Linked DNA regions of Sus scrofa: region 1 is linked to region 2. The links are chromatin contacts, called in public Hi-C maps. All regions are on one chromosome and are shown on one strand. Each heading gives the region's core, a stretch centred on a gene start, on an enhancer-like site or on the middle of the called end of the contact. The rest is flanking DNA. Distances are from core to core; before and after follow the strand shown.

Region 1 (4,147 bases), core at 195-2,694, 64 kb before region 2:
TGACATCTAAACTATGTAATATAGTAAGCTCAGGAATGACGGAATCCACATGAAGGCCATGTGAAAGCATATACCGCTTCAACTTGCTTTTACCAAAAAACAAGTTGTCTTCCTATTTGATATCTAGGTGTTTTTTTCTTTGTCTGCTCATGAGTGAGCAGTTAATACAGCTTTATAAAGTTATATTACACTTTGGTCACTTAATGCTTTTATATTTCTCTTTTCTTGACTGATTTGTGTATATGTATTTTGCACAGTGCAGTGATTTCCCCATAGAATTTTCCCCAGGAGACAAAAGACTATGTATAGGACTAATCATAGGTGTGCATCTATACTGATCTCCAAATATCATTTAAGGAGAATGGAAATTCAGATTTGGTCCTCTTCAAGAAAACAATTATGTGAAGCCATGACTTTCCATAATCTCTCAGGTTGGGGGACATGGTGCTGCTGAGGTTAAATTCTCTGGTTTAATTTTCTTTAGCAATCTGTTTTTATCCATCCTGCTTATTTCTGTGCGTCATAGTTTAGAATGTGTTAAGAAAAAGGGCCCTATGTTCTCTCTAAAGGGAGACTCTAGCCCAATCCCCCATTTGCATCAGAAGTCTAAAATGGTCCCCTTGAGAAGGTGAAGGAAAAGATTGGACCCTTGGCATTGTTTAATTTTCATGATAATGAGCCTGAGTGTTGTCAGGTTTGGAATTGGGAAAAGCTTGCTCAAGGTGAGAAAATATTAGAGGCAAAAAGACCTGGGGAATACTGCAATGCGAGAGACTTATTTAGAGACAATGAATGCATTCATATGGAGATGTGGCTGGTGATAGTTTTTAGCTATTCAGCTTTGTCAGTCAGGTGTCTGAGACCGTATTTTATGTGTGTTTAAGCACACCTCTCTCCCGCAAAGGTTGACACTTGGAGGCTGAATCTTTTGAAGAAGTTGTTTGCTGTCTGAATCCAGAGGATAGAGGACTTGGTGGAGTCTCTTATCTGTTTATGGCTCAGATAAGGACTTGGAATTGATTGCTGGTGAGTTACTGAACTCTTCTTGATGAATGGTTGCTAGGCAAAGTGCATCTCAATCAGTTTAATCCTTAATAGTTTGCAGGTCTGCTCTTGGTGAGGGCCAGAGCTGTCTTTCTAATGATACTGCCCTTTAAGAATCCTGTTGGGTGTGCATATGTGTTGCTCTGAGGCAAAAAAAAAAAAAAAAAGACTACAATGACTTACGTGTCTCATTTTATCCATCTAAAATAACTTAGCTTTTGGTCACCTGGGTCAGCATTGTCATTAACTTCTCTCTTGGATCAAGTGGTAGGATGGAGTTGTTCTCCAGTATTAAGATATGACTGTTTGATTATCTTTGGTTTGTAACTACTAAGGCAGTGAACTAACACAGTTCATTTTGGAAACAGGCCAGTGCTAACACTGCCCTTGGGCCTGGATGGTTGGAAAAATAGGACAGAGTAAACAATTGAGGGCATAAATAATGAATCTTCCAACTGAGCCCTGGGAGAATGAGGGAGATTATCCTCAGAGCTCTTCAATCTGGCAGTGAAAGGGAAAGAGTCCACTGAATTAATTACCCTGACTGTTTGATACTGCACTTATTATGGGATTGTTAGAGCCATTCAAAGTAGAGTTGCCTTTTAGATACAAACTTTTAATCCATCTTTTTGTTTTGTTTTTTAAGCCAAACACCCAGATAGGTCATTTATTTTTTAGAATCCAGGCCTTTGCTCCCTCCCCAACTTTGTTCTCTGTGTTAGCATTCTCTGAATACTGACTGGCCTTTTGTTTGGCCAGATCTTAGAATTTTGCTTAATTAGAGATTTCATTATCTTTATATGTGTGTGTGTATTTATATAATAATGGAAGAGAGAACCTGAGCCTGGTTTAAAGGAATTATTTGGTACCTCGAGTACGCATTATACCTTGAAATTAAATATGGAGCTGTAGAGTATAATTATGTAACAATTCACAGAAGTTTAAGGCAAGAGTTCCTTTAGCCCAAGAATCATTTCCAGTAGTAACATAAATATTTTTAATTTTGGATTAGTTTTTTTTTTTTTTTTTTTTTTTGCCTTTTTGCCATTTCTAGGGCATATGGAGGTTCCCAGGCTAGGGGTCTAATCGGAGCTGTAGCTGTCGGCCTACGTCACAGCCACAGCAACACTGGATCTGAGCTGTGTCTGTGACCTGCACCACAGCTCATGGCAATGCCAGATCCTTAACCCACTGAGCAATGCCAGGGATCGAACCCTTAACCTCATGGTTCCTAGTCAGATTCGTTAACCACTGAGCCACGACGGGAACTCCTAATTTTGGATTAGTTTCATCCAGTGATTTAAATAAGCAGTCTTTAGCAGCCTCGGAATTTCCCTGAGGTGGGAAAAACTACTGCCCCAAAATGTCCTAGAAAGTGATTTGGTAGTGAAGCCAGACCCAGAGCCAAGGTCTCTGAATTCTTCCCTTCTCTGAATTTCTAATATGTTTAATTCTTTTCTCCAAGAACTCCTCTCAGGATCCCTATCGTCTACTCCGAGAAGCTGTTTTCTTATTTCACTAGTTGTGAAGAGAATCCGGAGAATGAGATGCCATTATTAGTCAAGAGCAGGAGGAATTTTCAAGATGAGGTGTTGAAGGAATAAAAAAGATGTAAAGGGGAAGGCCAGGTTGAAGTTTTATATATAGTGCTAATGGATCCCGGCGGCGGGGGGTTTAGTGGGCTGCGCCATTGGGCTGATTAGATCAGATTTAGTCATGGACTGAGTTTGGTATGTTTAAGCCTGGCTGAAACAGGCAGAACTCTTTATCTAGTTAAGATACTTATTCTCCTGATCGGAAATAAAGCAGTTTTTGATTATTCATGCAGAAAGGTGAACAGGCAAAGTATATACAGGTAAAATACAAAGATATTCCTAGGCCACATTTTTAAGCAGTAACTTCCTCTGCTTTTTAAGTGGGATTTTCCAGCTGAACAACCTGATTAAAAATTTGTTTTCTTTAGTCATTCAAGAGGTAAATATAGATGAGATTGCTACCAGCTTGGGTTATACTTAGTGTCTTAATCTTCAAAAGTAGTATATAGTAGTTCCCACTCTTGCATGCAGGAGGATCACAGCACCAGGACACAGATTCAATCCCAGCCCCGAACAGTAGGTTAAAGGGTCCTGTGTTGCTGCAGCTGTGGCGTAGGTTGCAACTGCAGTTCAGAGCTGATCCCTGGCTCAGGAACTACATATGCTACAGAGCAGCCAGAAAAGAAAATAGATAAATAGAAGGCCCAAGGTTTCATAACCAATCACTAATTCTTGGCACTCAGCAAAGTGGTTTTGAGGATCAGTTGCTGATCTGAGTGAAAATCAGATTTTATGCCACTTGGAGAGTTGAAATGATTTATACAGCATCCCTGTGGCTTCAGAGGAGAATCATAATAAGCATTATTAGTCACAACTTAAATTTTTTCTTTCCTTCCAAAAGCTTAAAGTACTTCTACATTGGTATTTTACTTATCACCATCTATGTAAAGGATACGACTTAATCTTTTTTGAAAGGAAAGAGATATCAAAACTATGGGAAGTTAAAGGTACCTCATCCCAGGCACAGTCTGTCAATGGAAAAGTCACGTTTCCTGGGTTCCTGAATAGGCCTTCTGTATCTACTGGAAGTGGTTTTTCTATTGTGAAGACATTAAATTTGGAGCTGTGAAGGTACTGTTTGGCTTTTCTTATCTTATTCTTCCAGAACCTCTTTTACTCAACAGAAAGTGGAAATGAGTGGGTTAATGAAGAATCCATATCTTGGTTCTAACCTGTCCTGCCAGTTGTTACTCTGCATTCATCTAAAGTGCTTTACCAAGGATTTTTGTATTTAGGTGTCGTTCAATCCCTGTGAGGTATGGTGTGATTGAAGTGTGATACTGTGTTAGGACGTTTCCCCAGAAAGACAAAAGGAACCTTTCCTTTTAAAAAAGTACTTTGCATGTTTCCATAGTCTGTGGCAAAATATGTTGGAACAAGTTGCTTTTTCAGCAAGCTATATTTTAATTTTTGCCTCTTTTCCAAGCTGAACAAATGTCCCAACTGAAATGTGATGTTCTTATCATTCATAGTATGTTCTGGGGAGATTGTTCCTTAGTGCACCTATA
Region 2 (4,176 bases), core at 1,459-3,958:
TAAAATAGAATCAAGGCCCTGTCCCAAACTAGCTAAAAAAAAAAAAAAAAAAATCACTCAAGTCCATTCACTCCCCTGTCCCTATTTCGTCAAATGTGGATAATCACAGCCATTCCCCTGAAGCCTGTATGAGAAGTAACTATGGATAAGAAAATCAAAGGCCTCTTTGCTCAGATGAGTCCCTAGGTGTGTGTATGTGCTGGGCTTTTGAGTTAATTAATGTTCTTCAAGCACTCACAGTCATCCCTCAGTATCCACAGGAAATTGGTTCAAGGATCCCCCGGCGACACAAAAATCCACAGATGCTCAAGTCCCTGATAAAAAATTAGCATAACATTGGAGTTCCCGTTGTGGCACAGTGGAAACGAACAGGAAGCATGAGGTTGCAGGTTCGATCCCTTGTCCTGCTCTTAACAATTCGGCATTGCTATGAGCTGTGGTGTAGGTCACAGAGCAACAGCTCAGATCTGGTGTTGCTGTGGCTGTGATGTAGGCCGGCAGCTGTAGCTCTGATTAGACCCCTTGCCTGGAAATCATATGCCATGGGTTCGGTCCTAAAGAGAAAAAAAAAAAAAAAAAAAAAAAAAGCATTTGCATGTAACCTACAACGCATTCTCTGGTATACTTTAAATCATAATGATACTCAACAGAATGTAATAGTATACAAATTTGCCCATGAGTGGCCAATAAGTTTTGCTTTTTTAAAACTTTTTGCAACTTTACCCACATATTACCAAACCACTTTTGATTGAAATTGAGCATGTGGAACCTGCAGATAAGAAGGGCTGACTTGGAGCTCCCGTCGTGGCTCAGTGGTTAACAAATACAACTAGGAACTATGAGGTTGCGGGTTCGATCCCTGGCCGTGCTCAGTGAGTTAAGGATCCAGCGTTGCTGTGAGCTGTAGTGTAGGTTGCAAACGAGGCTTGGATCCTGCATCTGTGGCTGTGGCATAGGCCGGTGGCTACAGCTCCGATTAGACCCCTATCCTGGGAATCTCCACATGCTGCAGGATCAGCCCCAGAAAAGGCAAAAAGACAAGAAAAAAAAAAAAAAAAAAAGAGGCTATTTTGTGCTAGGAACATGCGCTTTTTTGTTTTTTGGTTTTTTTTTTTTTTGGTCTTTTTAGGGCTGTACGCTTTGCATATGGAAGTTGCCAGGCTAGGGGCCAAATTAGAGCTGTAGCTGCCAGTCTATGCCACAGCCACAGCAACTCGGGATCCAAGCCACATCTGCACCCTACACCACAGCTGAGGGCAACGTCAGATCCTTAACCCACCGAGCGAGGCCAGGGATCGAACCCGCATCCTCATGGATATAGTTGGATTATTACCTCTGAGCCTTGATGGGAATTCCCTTGTGCTGTCTCATTAAGTGTTCACTACAGCCCACTAAGGTAGGTCCTTTTATTAAAAGCTACTTCACTTGATTGTTGTATTAAATGAAATAATGCATATAAAGTGCTTAGCAGTTGTTAATCGCATGAAAAGTACTCAACAGATGGTAGCTACTATCAGTCCAAGACCTGAGTACAGCTGAGGCACACTAGTCTTTGGTGGGGTATATAATCAGAGACGCTCACCTTATAAAACGTCCAGAGCCTGCACCTCCCCCATCTAACCGCCAGAGGGCAGCAGCAGGCAAATGTCGTCCACACAAAGCCAAGTGCAGTCCTTCTGTCCTCCAGCAGAGGGCGGCCCAACAGGGCAGCAATCTAATGGCTTTTGAGGCCAGAGGGGCTGCAGCCCCTTTCTGACCAGTGCTTTGACTTCGCAACTGGGCCCAGCCTTCGAGGACCCTAAGTAACCCAGATGAGTCAGGCTGGAACCAAGTTAATAAATACAATTCAGGATTTATTAAAAATCAGGGCTCCCCTGCTGTGCCCTCCTGGCACTAAGTAAATAAATAACCAGAGGGGACACAGCTGGGGGAAGGGGAAATCAGATCTCAAGACAGATTCTTTAACTACCCCTCAGTTTCCCAAATCCCCCTCCCCCCTATGGCTCTTGGGACATAGCACCAGCAGGCACCTCAGTCCTGGGTAGAGTGTGGCCGGCACCAAGGCATGTCTGCCCTGCCCAGGAGACAGGCCCTGGGATCACTTGTTTCCAAGCCCTTGATGACCCAAAGACCTGCTCTCCCCAGAGGCCAGGGCTGAAGCACCAATAGGAGGCACCTGAGGGTGGTGGGGAAGGAGGGAGGGGGAACAGAACCTAGGCAGCAGAGACAGCTGTAAGGGGGTCCGGCCCCCTCTCCAGCCTCAGCCAGTGCCTGATGGTCACTTCCCACCCCCTTTCTCCTGCAGCTGGGTCTGCACTCAGCTGAGGATCTTTCGGGGCAATTCAACAGAGGCACGGATGAAGACTGCATCATCCCGCACATAGTTTCGCTTGCGGATATCCTGGTGGGAGATGAACTTGGGGTAGCCAAAGCCCAGCGAACTCTCATCCAGGGAGCCCCGCCAAGTGCCTGGTTTTTGGAAATTCTTCCAGTTTGGGTCAGGGTGAAAGGTCTCAGTGACATGCTGTGGCTTAGCCAGCCCAGGTTCGCTCTGATCCAGCAGGGAGAAGGTGACGCGGCGGGCAAAGGGCCACTCAAGGAGATTGTCAAAGGCACCTGGCAGCACGCGAATGTAGAGCGAGAGGTGTGTGCCCTCCCCGCTGCCGTTGCCGTTGAGGAAAGCAGAGACCTGCAGCTTGTAGCCATACTTATGCGTGTAGAAGGCGGGGCTGAAGCACTCGAGGTTGGGCTTGGCTTTGGCCTCCTGTAGCCGGCGCCCGTAACTGCCAATCTTCCAGATGAGCACGCCGTCACTGCCCACCGACAGCTCCTCCAGCTCTCTCCGCAGCTCCTGCAGCTCCTGCCGCTGCCGGCTCACCAGGGCGCACATCATGGCCAGATGTGGCTTCACGCTCTCCTCCACGTGCCGTGCCATTGCCAGCTTAGGGCACTGTTGGCAGAGCCCCAGGCCATGGGGGAAGGGAGGAGAGTTAGTAGGAACAAGTCCAGGGGAGAGGGGAGGAGTGGGTACAGGGTGGCGGGCACCTAGCTCTGAAGGAGAAAGACAGAGGGCACTAGGAGGCTGGAGCTGGCCAGCAGCGGGAGGACTGGAGGCTTCAGAGCAGCAGAGCAGGGATCACTAAGGGCTGAGGTCTGAGGCTTCAAGGACCGAGAAGGGAGCTGACGGGAGGAGGGGCGACTCACCCTGTGCTTGCAGCCAGAGTCTTTGAATGGGCACAGCACCAGGGCAGTGCTGCAGCTGTCCTTCAGATGGCCGGGCAGGTCCTCCCGGGCCACAGTGCCCACGCCACACTGGTTGGGGCAGGGCACAGGCAGCCTGGGGCACTGGTACTGGTGGCTCTGGGGCCGCAGAGGCAGAGAGGCAGAGGTCAGTAGCCTGACTCCCCGCTCCCTGCCCCATGGTCCCCGCTCAGGAAGGGCCTCACCTGGATGGTGTCAAAGACGAACTCCTTGGTGCAGTAGGTGCAAGGCTGGGTGCGCTTGGGGCACTCAGAGGTGGCATGCTGGGCCAGCAGCCGCCGCATCATGCGGGCCCCGCACTTGTTCTCACAGTACACACTCTCTTGGGGGCACACACCCTCGTGGCTCTGTGGAAATGGCAGCGGGGCTGAGTTAAGGAATCCCTGAGCCACCAGGTACCCATTCTCCCCCGACCGACCCTCAGCCAGGCCCCACCCACCTCAAAGGCCTCCCCGCTGAAGTCACAGCCACAGAACTCGCACTTGAGGCGCCGCTTGGGGCAGTCGTGTTGCAGGTGTGCGGGCAGATCCCGGCGGCTCAGCTTGGTGGGACAGCGGTTGGGGCAGGGAACCACATTGAAGCTGCAGGTATTCAGGTGGCCCTGATGGAAGGGGCTGAGTCAGCGCCGGCCAAAGGAGGGGGGTCCCCCCACCTCGCCACCCCAACCAGAGTCTCACCTGCAGGTGCCGAAGTGGCCCACTCCAGCGGCAGCCCTCCTCACTGTGGATGCAGCGGATAGGCAGGCCCAGGACCTGTACCTCTAGCTCTGGGTCTGGGTAGATCTGGGGGCAAGGATGGGGGGAACTGATCAGGGTCAGAGCCCAATTCCCACCTCCTCCACCCCCAGATAGGCTAGAGCCGCTAAGAGCCTCTCTTGAGCTAACTCCCCCCTCGGTGCTCAGGGATAAAATGCAG

Evidence for each region. A called contact is a pair of places that touch in the nucleus more often than the background predicts.
Region 1: a Hi-C map of liver shows a contact between it and region 2, with 3 times the contacts expected there. The contact joins two enhancer-like sites. A contact is called at or near these places in 3 of 47 Hi-C or Micro-C datasets (embryonic fibroblasts, epiblast stem cells and liver).

Annotation. Positions count from the first base shown.
Region 1 is chr12:45,042,333-45,046,479 of Sscrofa11.1, reverse strand. The region is part of intron 1 of FAM222B (protein FAM222B); the gene reads left to right. Among named protein-coding and RNA genes, the nearest start is that of FAM222B, 32 kb to the left of the region's middle. Within about 2 kb of position 1,444, at least 8 of the 83 cell types and tissues checked have an H3K27ac peak or open chromatin away from gene starts, as enhancers often do. A contact at or near this core is called in liver, where this site is marked.
Region 2 is chr12:44,979,298-44,983,473 of Sscrofa11.1, reverse strand. It overlaps TRAF4 (TNF receptor-associated factor 4), which reads right to left. Exons shown (of 7, transcript XM_021067485.1): 3 at 3,939-4,043; 4 at 3,701-3,862; 5 at 3,447-3,608; 6 at 3,205-3,360; 7 at 1,824-2,950. The coding sequence ends at 2,318. Among named protein-coding and RNA genes, the nearest start is that of TRAF4, 5.7 kb to the right of the region's middle. Within about 2 kb of position 2,708, at least 20 of the 83 cell types and tissues checked have an H3K27ac peak or open chromatin away from gene starts, as enhancers often do. A contact at or near this core is called in liver, where this site is marked.